5 separate regions of the Mus musculus genome follow, and all the other regions are linked to region 1. A link is a contact called in public Hi-C, HiChIP or PLAC-seq and Micro-C data. All regions are on one chromosome and are shown on one strand. Each heading gives the region's core, a stretch centred on a gene start, on an enhancer-like site or on the middle of the called end of the contact. The rest is flanking DNA. Distances are from core to core; before and after follow the strand shown.

The links. Hi-C and Micro-C count contacts between places; a contact is called where the count stands out from the background. HiChIP or PLAC-seq counts read pairs in DNA pulled down with a chosen protein or histone mark.
Region 2: an HNF4G HiChIP or PLAC-seq map of pancreatic cancer cells shows a contact between it and region 1. The contact joins two enhancer-like sites. A contact is called at or near these places in 12 of 484 Hi-C or Micro-C datasets (cerebellum, cerebral cortex, embryonic stem cells and 1 more) and 3 of 115 datasets of contacts at active chromatin or transcription factors (astrocytes, intestinal villus epithelium and pancreatic cancer cells).
Region 3: a Micro-C map of the HL-1 cell line shows a contact between it and region 1, with 2.4 times the contacts expected there. The contact joins two enhancer-like sites. A contact is called at or near these places in 10 of 484 Hi-C or Micro-C datasets (the AML12 cell line, the HL-1 cell line, differentiating embryonic stem cells and 1 more), 7 of 115 datasets of contacts at active chromatin or transcription factors (acute myeloid leukemia, double positive thymocytes, embryonic stem cells and 2 more) and 1 of 9 other capture datasets (embryonic stem cells).
Region 4: a contact with region 1 is called in a FOXA1 HiChIP or PLAC-seq map of pancreatic cancer cells. The contact joins two enhancer-like sites. A contact is called at or near these places in 27 of 484 Hi-C or Micro-C datasets (8-cell embryo, the AML12 cell line, LSK cells and 10 more) and 6 of 115 datasets of contacts at active chromatin or transcription factors (acute myeloid leukemia, bone marrow-derived macrophages, cardiomyocytes and 2 more).
Region 5: a contact with region 1 is called in a Hi-C map of myeloid progenitors, with 1.8 times the contacts expected there. The contact joins the promoter of Egln3 here to the enhancer-like site in region 1. A contact is called at or near these places in 21 of 39 promoter capture datasets (the 3T3-L1 cell line, 3T3-L1-derived adipocytes, the HPC-7 cell line and 14 more), 1 of 15 datasets of contacts at CTCF or cohesin (CD8 T cells), 27 of 484 Hi-C or Micro-C datasets (3T3-L1-derived adipocytes, B cells, the C2C12 cell line and 18 more), 17 of 115 datasets of contacts at active chromatin or transcription factors (CD8 T cells, DN3 thymocytes, the SCID.adh cell line and 12 more) and 4 of 9 other capture datasets (adipose tissue, embryonic stem cells, liver and 1 more).

The regions. Positions count from the first base shown.
Region 1 is chr12:54,333,264-54,335,835 of GRCm38.p6, reverse strand. No RefSeq gene overlaps it. Among named protein-coding and RNA genes, the nearest start is that of Gm35895, 16 kb to the left of the region's middle. Within about 2 kb of position 1,280, at least 31 of the 459 cell types and tissues checked have an H3K27ac peak or open chromatin away from gene starts, as enhancers often do. A contact at or near this core is called in CD8 T cells, ECoMG-derived neutrophils, the HL-1 cell line and 5 more, where this site is marked.
Region 2 is chr12:54,535,037-54,537,608 of GRCm38.p6, reverse strand. No RefSeq gene overlaps it. Among named protein-coding and RNA genes, the nearest start is that of Gm40425, 14 kb to the left of the region's middle. Within about 2 kb of position 1,273, at least 16 of the 459 cell types and tissues checked have an H3K27ac peak or open chromatin away from gene starts, as enhancers often do. A contact at or near this core is called in pancreatic cancer cells, where this site is marked.
Region 3 is chr12:54,161,696-54,164,267 of GRCm38.p6, reverse strand. No RefSeq gene overlaps it. Among named protein-coding and RNA genes, the nearest start is that of Gm40424, 14 kb to the left of the region's middle. Within about 2 kb of position 1,272, at least 182 of the 459 cell types and tissues checked have an H3K27ac peak or open chromatin away from gene starts, as enhancers often do. A contact at or near this core is called in the HL-1 cell line, acute myeloid leukemia and pancreatic cancer cells, where this site is marked.
Region 4 is chr12:54,494,802-54,497,373 of GRCm38.p6, reverse strand. No RefSeq gene overlaps it. Among named protein-coding and RNA genes, the nearest start is that of Gm36213, 17 kb to the right of the region's middle. Within about 2 kb of position 1,268, at least 25 of the 459 cell types and tissues checked have an H3K27ac peak or open chromatin away from gene starts, as enhancers often do. A contact at or near this core is called in pancreatic cancer cells, where this site is marked.
Region 5 is chr12:54,202,606-54,205,177 of GRCm38.p6, reverse strand. Egln3 (egl-9 family hypoxia-inducible factor 3) reads left to right here and starts at 1,304. Exons shown (of 5, transcript NM_028133.2): 1 at 1,304-1,973. The coding sequence starts at 1,617.

The DNA.
Region 1 (2,572 bases), core at 31-2,530:
AGCCTGGTTTGCCAACAGAAAGGGGGTGGGGACCACAGTAGGGGTCCCACTGTTCTTGATTAGGGAGAGAAAGGAACAAACAAAACAGATGAGAGGAGTGGCACCAGGAGGCACTGGGCAGAGCCTTCCAGGCTTGATGCTTTAATCATTATTTCAGAAGCTGCGCAATTGTTATCTGCACATTTACCCTGGACCTCTGTGATCTTGGCTATGAATGGGTTAATCTGGTTTTAAAGGCTATCCGAATGCTCCTAAGCTAATCCTTACATCCCTTTGTTCTTTCTATTTAACAAGAAAAGTGCTGGCAGTAATAGACCATCTGAGAGGTATAGCCAAGAGAATCACCTATGAGTGCTGTCTGAATAGGAAAAAAAAATTAAACCTGGCGTTCAGATGTCTATGCTTATAATCCTACATATTTCAAACCTCTTCGTAGACAGATTCTTCAAAATCTAATGATTAAGGTACACAGTTCCTTTTAAAATTGTGTGCCTGGGCATCGATCAAGCGTCATCTGTAAGATCCCAGCATAATATCACATAGCCAGTATTTTTATTGTTCTGAATTTCAGGGCTAATCTAAGTTTAAACTCTTTATTTTAGAAAACCACTAACAGCAGCTAATTAGCACATCTCATTCTGGGTGTATTTGCCAACCAATTTCAGAGACTCATTTGCCTGTTAAGAGATTTTATTGAACACCAGGACCACAGTCTCTTCTTTTTTTTCTAGTAAACAGCTCATGCTTATTATCTTATTACAGGAATGCCACTGGTTAAATCAGACTCTGAATATAAATAGCCATATTACTGCCATCAGGCGTCAATGTTTATTTAGTGGCTGTGAGTCATGCGTACCTCTTTGATCGGGTTTGGAATGAGCCATTGCAGTTTTTGTTCAAAAAGGTTATTTGCAAAGGCTACAGAAGTATCAGTTAGATTAAACATGAAATTAATCAGCGTGGAATTTTATCAGCCATTTCTGCCACTGAACACCAGGTGTCAAGAGCATGTGCAAATGAGGGCCAAGCCTAATGAAGTCCCGGACAGCTTAGTAGGGAGGTCAGATAAGATGCCAAGAGGTCTGCGGTGGTTTGGCTGAGAAATGTCTCCCATTGGCTCATAGGTTTGAACACCTGGTCCCCAGTGGGTAGTGTTGTTTGGGAAGATTATGAACCCTTCTGGAAAAAGAGTTTTGCTGGAGGAAGTCCATCACCGAGGGGGTGTGGCCTTTGTGGATTTATAGCCCCAGCCCACTTCCTGTCTGTCTGCTGCCTGTGTGTGAACGAACTGTGATCTCTAGCTCCTCGCTCCTGCCTCTGTGCCATCCCTTCTCCATGGTGATAGGCTCTCTCCCTCGGGGATTGTAAGCCAAAATAAACCCATTTTTTTCTTTTTCGTCGGGATATTCTAGCATAAAACCAGGAAAAGTAACTTATTTAATGTCTGCGATGCTGGTGGAAGACTGAGGAATGAAAAGAAGAAGGGAAGGAGGGATGAAAAGGAACAGAGAGAGTCGGACCCAAGGCCTGAGGAGTCTTCTGAACCGCTCAGCCATTTCACCTACTGTATTCCACAGTGCATGAATTAATTATACTTCTCGGCGTGACGAAAATAGAACACAAAGCAACTTAAGAAAGGCATGGTTTCTATTGCCTCATGATTTGAGAAACCACCATCCTCCGTGCTAGAAAGCATGGCAGTGGAAGGCGGGGCGTCTGGTCACATTGCGTCTGAAGTCTGGAGGCAGAGGGAAGTGGATGTTACCGCTCAGCTAGTTTTGCCCCTCATTGTTCAATCTAAGACCCTGATCCATGACAGATCACTCACATGGACCGTGGGTTTTCCCCTCCTGAGTTAAATCTCTCTGGAGAGATCTTGAAAGACACATACAAAGGTGTGTCTTGTAGGTAATTCTAAACCTAGCTGACAGTGACAATGGGAGTTAGGTAACCTAAGAAGCCAAGCACACAGATCTTTAGAGTAAAGTTTAGTGCTGTCTTGCATCACGGAAGCAGATGTATGTGACACAATGAGCCTATAAGCAAACATGGGAACTATACTTTCCAACTCAACATTGTGCTTGCTTGTGTGCATGTGGAGGCCAGAGGTCAACGCAGCCTGTCTCCTTCAGATGTTCTTCGCCTTCTTTTTTGAGACAGGGTTTCTTACCAAACTGGAACTCACTGATTCAGCCAGACTGGCTGGCCAGTCAGCTAGCTCTAGTGATCCTCCATTCCTCTGTCCCTGCCCCAAGCACTTGGGTATAGAGGTGTCACCAAGCCTAGCAGGTTACATGGGTACTTGGGATCTATATTAAGTTCCTTCTCTGTTCAAGCTATTGTCTTGGTTCCTAACGAAGCTTGCTATTTGCTTATTTATTTATTTATTTATTCATTCATCCGTTTGTTTATTTATTTATTTAAGATTAAAACTATCCTAGAAGGAGAGACAGATGCATATGGACTTTGGCTGGTGAGACTGTGGTAGTAGATAAGAGGTGGTGGATAAGATGTGACCCTTTAACTGGAGGGCACATTTAAACCGGGGCCATTCATTCATCCAAAATTAGCC
Region 2 (2,572 bases), core at 24-2,523, 200 kb before region 1:
CAAAGCAGACTATTGATATTACAAATTAGGCCAAACCTAGCTGAAGATCTTTTGGCTCATACTACCCTCCTCCTGTGCGTTATTTGGATCGACACATAAAGATAAAGTCTTTCGGATTTAGCAACTCCGGTTTCCTATAGGCGTGGCCGATACCCCCACCCCATGATGTATTAAAACAGGGTCTCACGTAACCCAGGCTGGCCTCCAATTCACTACATAGCCAAGACCAGCCTCAAACTCTGGAGCCTCCTGCCCCCACCTCCCAGGTAATGAGATTATGCGCATGCGCCATCACTCTTGGCTCCTGGCTGAAAAATTTAAAGCCATGATTGTAGGCAAGCCTTTGCTTGGCAACAGGCTTGATACATCTCTGTAAAAGCGGGAAGAATACTCTGAATGAACCCCAAGAGAGCGTGCACAATTCCAGACTCTGAATAAAACCTCTGTCTTCCACAAGGAGCTCCTTGGAGTCCCTAGAATTCCTCTTGGGGGAGTGAACAGTGTTCGCTGTGAACAGACTCGTAAGTGTGTTGACTTAAACGAAAAACCTCTAGGGAGGAAAAAGTCATCAATCTAACTTGTAAGAAACATGGACGCTGGAAGAAGTGTGAGGATTTCAATTTGGAACAAGAGATGAAACAGAACAGAATTACACAGAGCAATGAGAGAGCCAAGGATTGTCTCCAGGGTGGATGGAGCTGGCGCTGAGAGGAACTTGGTTACCCGTTCAGTGTGGAAATGGAGAAACATGAATTCCCAGAGTCAACCAATCCAGAAGGACCTTCAGGACCTCATTTACTGTCCTCCAAATGAGCGATGTAGCTCTTTCTTTTCAACATCTCCCATATTTTTTTTTTTTTTTTTAATGTGTGAATGTTCTTTATGAGTGACTCCTTGTTCAGGTTTGTGTGAATGGGAACAAAGCCTTCTGGGACAGACTCAGGAAAAAAAAAAACAACCCAAGGTTATATAGTTGACACTGGGAACGCAGCAATTGCTTTGCTGTGAATTTTGAGACTTTTCAGTTCCTATAGTTTTCTGTGGGATTTTTGAATTAAAAAAAAAAAAAGGAGGAGGGGTGGATAGAGAGATTGTCTCAGGACAGTGGATCATTTTTTGTTTCTTTATGGTCCCTAACAGGAAGTCTGAAAACTCCCTCACAAAGAACTAAAAAACCATTATGTTAATTCACCAGCCATCAATACTATGAGTAATTCCCCAAAGTCATAAAACAACACTGCATCATAGTAAGGACAGAGCTGCCTTTCATAGAGGGTAGTTGGGGAGTTTCAAAGTCCCTACAGGCCATGGCAGATGGAGGCAGGAGGCAGGAGGCAGGAGGCAGGAGGCAGGAGGCAGGAGGCAGGAGGCAGGAGGCAGGAGGCAGGAGGCAGGAGGCAGGAGGCAGGAGGCAGGAGGCAGGAGGCAGGAGGCAGGAGGCAGAGGCGACCAGGACTGGCTCCTCCTCTCCTGATGCTTTCCTGATGCTCCCCCTCCCCCCAAGCAGCATCTGGGCTTTCTTAAGGACCATTTAAATGTCTCCAAGCCTGCTGACCAGTTTTCAGTTCCTTAGGCACGCATGGTGGAAAGAAAGAACCAATTCCCAAAAGTTATCTTTTGGCTTCCACATCTATACCACAGCATGATTTACCTCTGTGACTGGGCTGCTGTGCAGATTATCGGGGCGCGGGGGGGGGGGGGGGGGGGGAGGGGTCAGAAGGGACATTCAGCTGTCATGTAGATACTAAAAGAGCCTTCTGTCCTCCAGTATTGAAAATAGCCATGTAAAAGACTTGATCGTGGGGGCCAGAGATGGCTCAGTGGCTAAGAGCACCAGCAGCTCTCCTAGGGGACCCGGATCTGATTCCAAGCGCTCACATGGCAGCTTATAACTGTCTGGAACTCCAGTTCCAAGGACTCTGATGACTTCAGTCTCCTGTGCAGAAAGCCAGCCTTGTTTATGGTTCAGTGACACACATAAAGCAAAGCACCCTTACCTAAAAAAATCATCAGTGCGAGGGGTTCTCAGAAGTTAGAATTAAAATAATAAATACTTCAGAGTAAAGAATGTGAGTACTCTATGGTGTCATTTATGCTTTTATGTTAAATCATTGCTGGAAATATTAATTGTATCAGGTTATAAGCATTAGGTATTCGTTACTGATGGTAATTTAATATTTTCTTCTCAGGATCATCTAGACTTAGACTACACTTAGTATCTTCAACAAGACACGGTGAGATAACAGATTCAACAAACAAAATAAAAACAAGCATTGCTGAAAAATGTAACACTCATTTATTCTTAGGATTCTTTTTTCTCCCAGTAATTACCATATTAAATTAAATTAAGCAAAAACTATAGTGCTTTCTGTCTCCAGGGGTGAACTCTGAAGCGAACGTCTTTTCTCACTGAGGCATCTGCAGCTGGCTGTCTGAAATCACTTGTCTCCTGGTTTCTCAACTCATTCTGTCTCTTTCAGATTATTTTTTATCGCTTACCGCTCGCTTCCTCATGAACGTAGAAGCTATGGAATGGAGATAAGACAGAACTTAGTTAATTTTGCCTTTTATT
Region 3 (2,572 bases), core at 23-2,522, 170 kb after region 1:
TAGATTCCTACCCCGTGACACACAGCCTTCAGCCTACTTAACAGTGTGAACAACTGTGTTGAAATAAGACTAAAAAAAAACTTTGATCTTTGGTGATTTCCCCACTTAAGACAAGTAACCTTTCTCCTGGAAGCCTTTCTCCTAACTCCTGGGAGTTAACTCTTACATTTCTGAGTGCCTTTATTTTCCCTTTCTTATTATTTTGGGGGACAGGGTATGCTTTTCCAAGTCAGGGTTTCTCTGTATAGCCTTGGCTGTCCTGGAGCTCACTCTGTAGACCAGGCTGGCCTCACAAAGATCCACTCGATTCTTCCGAGTGCTGGAATTAAAGGTGTATGCCACTCCAATTGACTCTTGGGAACATTTATAGAGGTCATTTTGTGATTCTTTTTAAAAAGACATCTCTGGTTTTAGGGAATACTGTTGTAGCTTATTGATAATGTTTTACCAACTTGAGAAAGATTGCTCTAGGAGTGGATAAATACTCAGCTGATTAAAACACTACACAATTCGGGATGTCTCATGTTTGTGAGTGATGTGTGTGTGTGTGTGTGTGTGTGTGTATGTGTGTACATGTGTGTGTGTGTGTGTGTGAGTGATGTGTGTGTATGTGTGTATATGTGTGTGTGTGTATATGTGTGTGTGTGTGTGTATGTGTGTATGTGTGTGTATGTGTGTATGTGAGTGATGTGTGTGTATGTGTGTGTGTAGATGTCAAAAGGTAACTTGGGATTAAGGTGTAGAAGAGCCTTTTGTCTATTGAGGACTTCTGAGGAAGAGGACTGAAGAGAGGAGGGGACTGGACATACTGTGTTGGTCTCTCACTGGTCTGGAGTAGCTGCCGGCAGCTCTAGGAAGCTTCTCTTGTTCCTCTTGACCTGACCCAAGCTGGGGGTGGCCCAGAAAGCAGTGGGAACTTGGGAAAGGATCTAAGGATTCACCAACTATCGATTTGGGAAATTTCATTGGGTGTGTGCCATAAAATGCTGGAAGGCGGACTTTCCCAAGAAACCTTTTCTGTAGACTTTTTTTTTTTTTTTTAAATAAATGGCTTGAAAAGGTAATATCCAATCAAACGGGAATGCCTCAATTCTGAAAAGGTGGGGAGGAAGGACAAACTGCTCCCCCGCCCCGTACTTGGCAGTGTCTTGCTTTGGGGAGTGCCCTGCCTCAGCAAATTCTCCGATTCTGGGCTCCGGAGCTGCGGAGCTGCGCTGTCTCTGCCAGCTCTCGTACAGCACGCACGCCCCGTGCATTGGCTTGGTCATTTCCTCCTATTTTTCTGCTTATTCATCCTGTGGCCTGTGTTCCCCTTGACAGACTTTCCCCCCACCCTCCTGTGGGGAGAGATAACATTCTCGGGAGGGACTTTAATCCATCTGATAAGTTCTATTTTTAGCCAAGCCTTTCCTCCTGGCTTCTAACTTTCAGAGGCTCACACACTTCCGAGCCTCCTTTGGCGTTCGTTCTTGCCGTCTTGCGTACTCTTGTGCCTGGGGTTTCCTAACAGACTGTAGTTGAGTGGGGAGCGGGGAAGGTGAATTGACTTCCAGGGCAGGGACACTTTCTCCTGGGTGTGGGGCGCTGTTTTTAGCAGGGCCATTCACTCTTACCTACCTCCTGCTTCCCCTCCAGGCTGTCCACGAATTTCCTTTTGTCAGTAAATTTATGTTATCTTGATAAAGGACACCCATTAAAAAAAAACAAGACAGCTGTGACTTTCGATGATTAGCACAAGGGTCTGGCAGCTAAGATGCCTGCCTGTAGCTACTAAGACTTCTACAGAATGACAACTTAATCTGCAGCCTTTGCATTAAGATTTAATCAAAGCAGCCAGTGTCCGTCCCTCCCCCGCCCCCCCCCCCCCCGTTCCCCATGTCCCCGTCCCCCCCCCCCCATATGAGGGGAGAAGTTTTGGGTTTGCTGTCACATGATCTCTGCCTGTTGCTTTCCCAGATAAGGATATGGGAATAAACTTACCTCAGTACTTTATATAAATGTGTTCTTTTTCTCCTTTTAATCCTTTGGCCCAGAATGGCCCCCCCTCAAATATATATATAAAACAGAAACTCTTCTGACAAGACTACAGAGCTTGAAAAGGAGAATGGGGTATCCCCCTGCCCCAGGAGTGCTCCTGGGAACATTGCTGCCAGGCAATTTAAACTTCAGGACCTCGACTTCATTTACTCTCAGTGGACCAGTTGTCTCTCGAGGCTCACTTAGCTCTGTCACCATCATGACTATTGTTGTGTTTTATAAGATGATGTAGTATAGTGCGGCTGGAGGGAGCACCTCAGTGGTCCCTGCCAAGGAGTCTTGGGATCAAGTCACATGACAGGCCTAGAACAAAAGAAGTTTATTGGGGGAAGGGAGCCAGGGAACGGAGCAGCAGGGTGCCTGGGATGGGGTTAGAGGCAGAGGAAGGCAGGTGGGACAGAAAGGGAAAGGAGAGGGGAAGAGAAGGAGAGGCCAGCCTGGAACATGTAGGGGAGGGGGGTGGAGACACAGAGAGGTAAGATAGAGGGATGGAGGAGAGAGAGAGAGAGAGAGAGAGAGAAGCCAAGTAGTCCTT
Region 4 (2,572 bases), core at 19-2,518, 160 kb before region 1:
ATTCAAGCTCCAGACCCCAAACTTGGGCAGCAACCACTTTTACAACTGCATCGTTTCTTATTCCTCCCTGAGTGTATGTGTGTGTGTGCCAGAGTGTGTGAATGCCACAGCATTATTGTGGAAGTCAGAGTACAACTTGTGAGAGTTGGTTCTCTCTTTCTACCACATAGGTTCCAAGGATTGAATTCAGGTTGCTAGGTAGGCTTGTGGAAAGTGTATTTACCTTGTAAGCGATGTTTTTATATGGGTATGTGCACATAGAGACCAGAGAAGGACACTGGGTTGTCTAGATCTGGAATTGCAGGCAGTTAGTTGTTCATCTCCCTATGTGGGTGCTGTAGCTCACCTCTGGTCCTCTGCAAGATCACCAATCAGTCTTAACATATCTTCAGCTACTCAATTTTTGTTTTTTGTTTTCATTTTTGGATAGGATTTAATAAGTAGGAACTAGAGAAGAAAAAAATGGATGAATTTGACTTCTTAAAAATTAAAAGCTGCTCTTTGAAATGTAGGAAAAGCAAAAGTCAAGCAGCCATTTTAGGGGAAAGTGTTCACAGAGTGTGCATTGGACAAAAGGCTCATACCTGGAACACAGAGATAGTTCTCTTTAAAAACTCATAGTGGGGAGGGGGAGGGGACCAATCCAGTGTCTTGAATATGTTACATAAGCACTCCGTCAGCAAGCTACATCCTAGTCTCTAGATTCATGAGTGCTCTTAACAATAAGGCAGGCTTTCAAAAGTCAACAAGAGAGTTAAAGTGTTCACCAAAGATGAACCCTGCCTGAAGAGCAACCAGAGGTGATGTTAAACAGCACGTATTAAGAAAACATAAATCAAAGCCACAATTTTGGAACACTCCCATTTTCCCATTTGAACACCTAAAACAGACAAGACCGACCCTACCAAGTATCTGAGGGGATGCACAGCCACTGGAATGCTGATTTGTTGTTGTAGAGACATAGGCTAGTGTCTCCACTTTGGAAAGCAGTTTGAGTTTCTTATAAATGAAGCACACACTTAAAAGTATGGCCTGGCAATCCCATATCTAAGTATTTATTTACTCAAGAGAAATGAAAACCTAACTGTGTCTACACAACTTCCTCTGTGTGGATTTGTAGCAGATTGACTTATCCCAGTCCCCGAATGGAAACAATCCAGATGTCCATCAAAGTTAGAGAAACAAATTGCTCTCTGTTTGCACAATGTCATATTACTAAGTAACAAAAGGGAACTAACCACTGTAACCACCAGTAATCAGAACGGGGGAGGTGATCTCCAAACAGCTGCTGAATAGAATTATCAGCCTCCCTACTTGTACAGCCTTATATGAAATCCCAGAAAGGCCAACCTCTGCACGTAGAAAGCAGATCAATGTTTCTAGGGCTGAGTCGGGTAGGGGATGTGGATCCTCTGGTAAGATGCAAAGGACATTTTTGGACCAAAATCTTCATCTGGTGCTGGTCATGTGGTGACTCACATCTGTGGGAACTCCTGAATTACACACTCAACAAAGAATGCTTTTTATTGCATCCAAATAACATTCCACTACAATTTGAAAAACAAAAAGAAAAAAAAGGGTGGAGCCACAAGCCTCAGAGATGAAACCTGGGGGCTGGTAGGACCCTGTCTTCTGCCATGTGATGGCAGAGTAGCCTAGTAGACAAATGTGTGCCAAAGTGGAGAAATGAGGAGGCTGCAGAAAAGCTGAGGGTAAAGGTGGAGAGGGGCTTTTATAGCTGTTTGAGTCCCTGGTCCCACACATTCCTGCCCAGCCGTGAATGGTCCTTCCTGTCTTGGCTCTCTTTCTTACTAAAGTCTCTCTTTTTGATCTGACATATCTCATGGGCTTTCTGTCACTTGCAGTGAAAAGGAGCCCCAACCAATAATGAAACAGGCATCCTTGCATACTATTTCTTCTGTATGCCACCTTTGGGACTAGAGACTAACTTGGCATTTTCTAAGTGCACCATGCACTTGAGAAAAAGATTTCTGTCAAGAATTACTGAGGACGGTGTAATGCTGTTGAGACCCCAAGTTCTAAGCCAGTCTCTGTGCCACAATGTTGTGCAACCTTGTCCCACTGGATTTCCCCTTTCTTACACTTAAAAGAATGAAGTGACACTTGGCTTAAGAACGTTGTGTTCAAGTTGGCGCCATATTTAAAACAGACCTAAGTAGCACTTCTCTGACTGGAGCGGCAGGGAGTGCTCCTTGTACCTACTTGGAGGTCAGGAGGGCATAGAAGTGCAGCATAAGTGAGTACATTATTGTGTTTGAAGATTACAGAATGGGAAGAAATCATCTGCCTTCAACAGAATATAAATATAGGAACAAGGAATGTAAGCACACTTCTAACATGATGGTGGAGGAAGCTGGACCTCAATGTAAATGTTTGGAGCTGAAGTATAAGCAGGGCAGAGGAGACAGCATCCAGAGCAAGGGAGTCTGTTATCCTTCACCCTCGGGCTGCATCTCTCTTGCTGTTCTGCTCCTAATGGATCCCCGAGCACCTAGAGACAGGAGGCCAAATGTGACTTGGTGATCACCTTCTTCCTGTGTCCTCCAACCTT
Region 5 (2,572 bases), core at 55-2,554, 130 kb after region 1:
GGCTTTTGGACAACAGCTTCTTGAAGTTGAGCCTTTACCCTAAGGAAATACACCTTCTCCTGGACAGACATATGGAAGAGGCCAACTGAGCAAGGCCATTAACAGGGTCCCTGTTCTCCATGGAGCTAGTTAGGTTTCTTCAAAGCTGCTTACACCCTCTCTGGTTGACTGCCACTCCCCAAGGCCCTGTTTGCCCTCACTGACTACAATACAGCCTTCTTCCCAGTCTGTCAGCACTCTCTCCTCCTCTGCCTCTCCTTCACATGAACTGCACCCCCACTTCTCCCCTCAGAGAAGGTGAGCAGAGGGGCTATTGGGAAGAGAATAAAAGCAAAAAGGACTTTATGTCCAAAATTAGTGATGCTTGAAAAATCGGTGCAGTTTTTCATTTGACTTAACTGAAAATCTAAATGTGCAAAGATGTGAACTGACTCTCTGTCTCTCTGTCTCTCTGTGTTTGTCTCTCTTTCCCTCTGTCTTAGATGTCTCTGTTTCTCTCTCTCTCATTTGGAAGGAAAGGGCATCAGAAATCTGTATAGAGACCACCTTACAGTAGATAATTAAGCCTTTTGGGTAGGGCCTAGGGCTCTAGTGCAAGTTGCATGTAGTAGAAGCCAGAGAGACCTGGAACACAGTGTATCTTTTGGGGAGAGTGCGAGTGATTTTGAGAGAGAATTTCAGAACCTTTTAGTAAAAAGCTTGAGTATAAATGGTGCATGAACATCTCCCGCAGGACAAAATACAAAAATTTGCAGGATTTGGCAGTGCTCTCCCTTCCCGGGGCGCCTCCCTATCTCTCTGTCCTCCACTCCCTTCTCAGGGGATACACACCAGCCTGGCACACAGGGTGGGGGGAGGTCAAGGGGAATGTTTGTTAATGAATCAGTCAGTTTTGGTTAAAATTAAATTCACCTCTCTCTCTCACAGGGGTTGGAACAGCCAGACCCGAATCAAACAGAAGAGGAAAGAAGGAAAGACACTAGGTAGAGCTTAAACCTTAATGTTTAAGAAATATAGTCACCAGAGAGGTGACTAGCCCAGAAAGTGGCAATAAACTGTTCATGTGCATCTCAGACGTGAGATCCAGGTTTTCAAGTTTGTTAGGGGATTTAACGCAAATCAATATGCAAATCGAGAGCATTAAAAAAAAAAAATCCAGCCCTTTCTTGGGTCACACACAGGTTAGCTAGAGTGGAGCTCACCCAGATGCTCCGCAGCACCAGTCCAAGAGGAAGAGCCCGGAGGAGGGCAGTCCCGGGGGCGGGACCATGACGTTGGGGTCAAGGCGGTGCTTTCTCTCGTTCCTCCCCCGGCCACGGCCGCCGCGGCGGTGGCTCTGCATCTCCAAAAAGGGCCCTCCGACTTCTCACTGGGCCAGTCCGGCGCTGGGTGGCGGAGCCCTACACTGCTCCCGCCGGTCCCAGAGCCGGGATCCCTTCTCTTCAGAGTTTCGAGCAACTTTCCCCGCCTCTGGAGCTAAAGTGGCTCGGGGACTGTGACCACCGCAGGTGGGAGAGTCCCCGGCCCGGCTCTCCGCATCTTCGCTGTGCGCTCGCGCTGGGAAAGCCCTGGGTGCGTGCACCCTGGGGGTCCCCGGCCTCGGCTCTGTGGGCGAGATGCCTCTGGGACACATCATGAGGCTGGATCTGGAGAAGATCGCCCTGGAGTACATCGTGCCCTGTCTGCACGAGGTCGGCTTCTGCTACCTGGACAACTTCCTAGGCGAGGTGGTGGGCGACTGCGTGCTGGAGCGAGTCAAGCAGCTGCACTACAACGGGGCCCTGCGTGACGGCCAGCTGGCCGGGCCGTGCGCCGGCGTCTCCAAGCGGCACCTGCGAGGCGACCAGATCACGTGGATCGGGGGCAACGAGGAGGGCTGCGAGGCCATCAACTTCCTCCTGTCCCTCATCGACCGGCTGGTCCTGTACTGCGGGAGCCGGCTGGGCAAATACTATGTCAAGGAGCGGTCCAAGGTAGGATGCGTGCGGGTGCCCAGCCGCAGCTGCGCTGCAGGGGACGGGAAGCCTTCATTCGGAGTGTTGTGTCGCCTTCGCTGGGGTGCAGCGAACTTTGGTTTTTAACCAAGAAGTCAGCTTGCCTATCTGCCCTACTTGCGTCCCCTCCACCTCCTGGCCTAACCCCTTAAGCAAAAGTCCACGTTAAGGGGCTCAGGTGTCTCGTGATGATGAGCTTCTGCTGACTCTGAAAGAATTGCCCTGGTTTTGGTGATGACCGCAAGGACAACTGGCTGGTGGAGGGAAAAGATATTGGAAACACTGCGACACGCATGTCCATGATCCGAAGTGCCTCCTTTAAAGCCACCCGGTACTGCCCTTCACAGTAGCCAGAGGCACTCTTAACTCTACTAGAGGCAAGTCTAATTTTTGCCTTGTGTTAGTTGGCTTGTAGAGTTAGGTAGGGTGGGAGGGAAGAGTTCGGTATGACAAGGTTAAGTCCTCCACTTCTGCTGCAGCCTTTGAGCCCTGGGGCTCAGAATTCTCATAGACCCCTCAGCCCAAGTGCTGAGCCCCACGCCATCGCCTTTCTTTTCCTATAAACTCATGGCAAAATC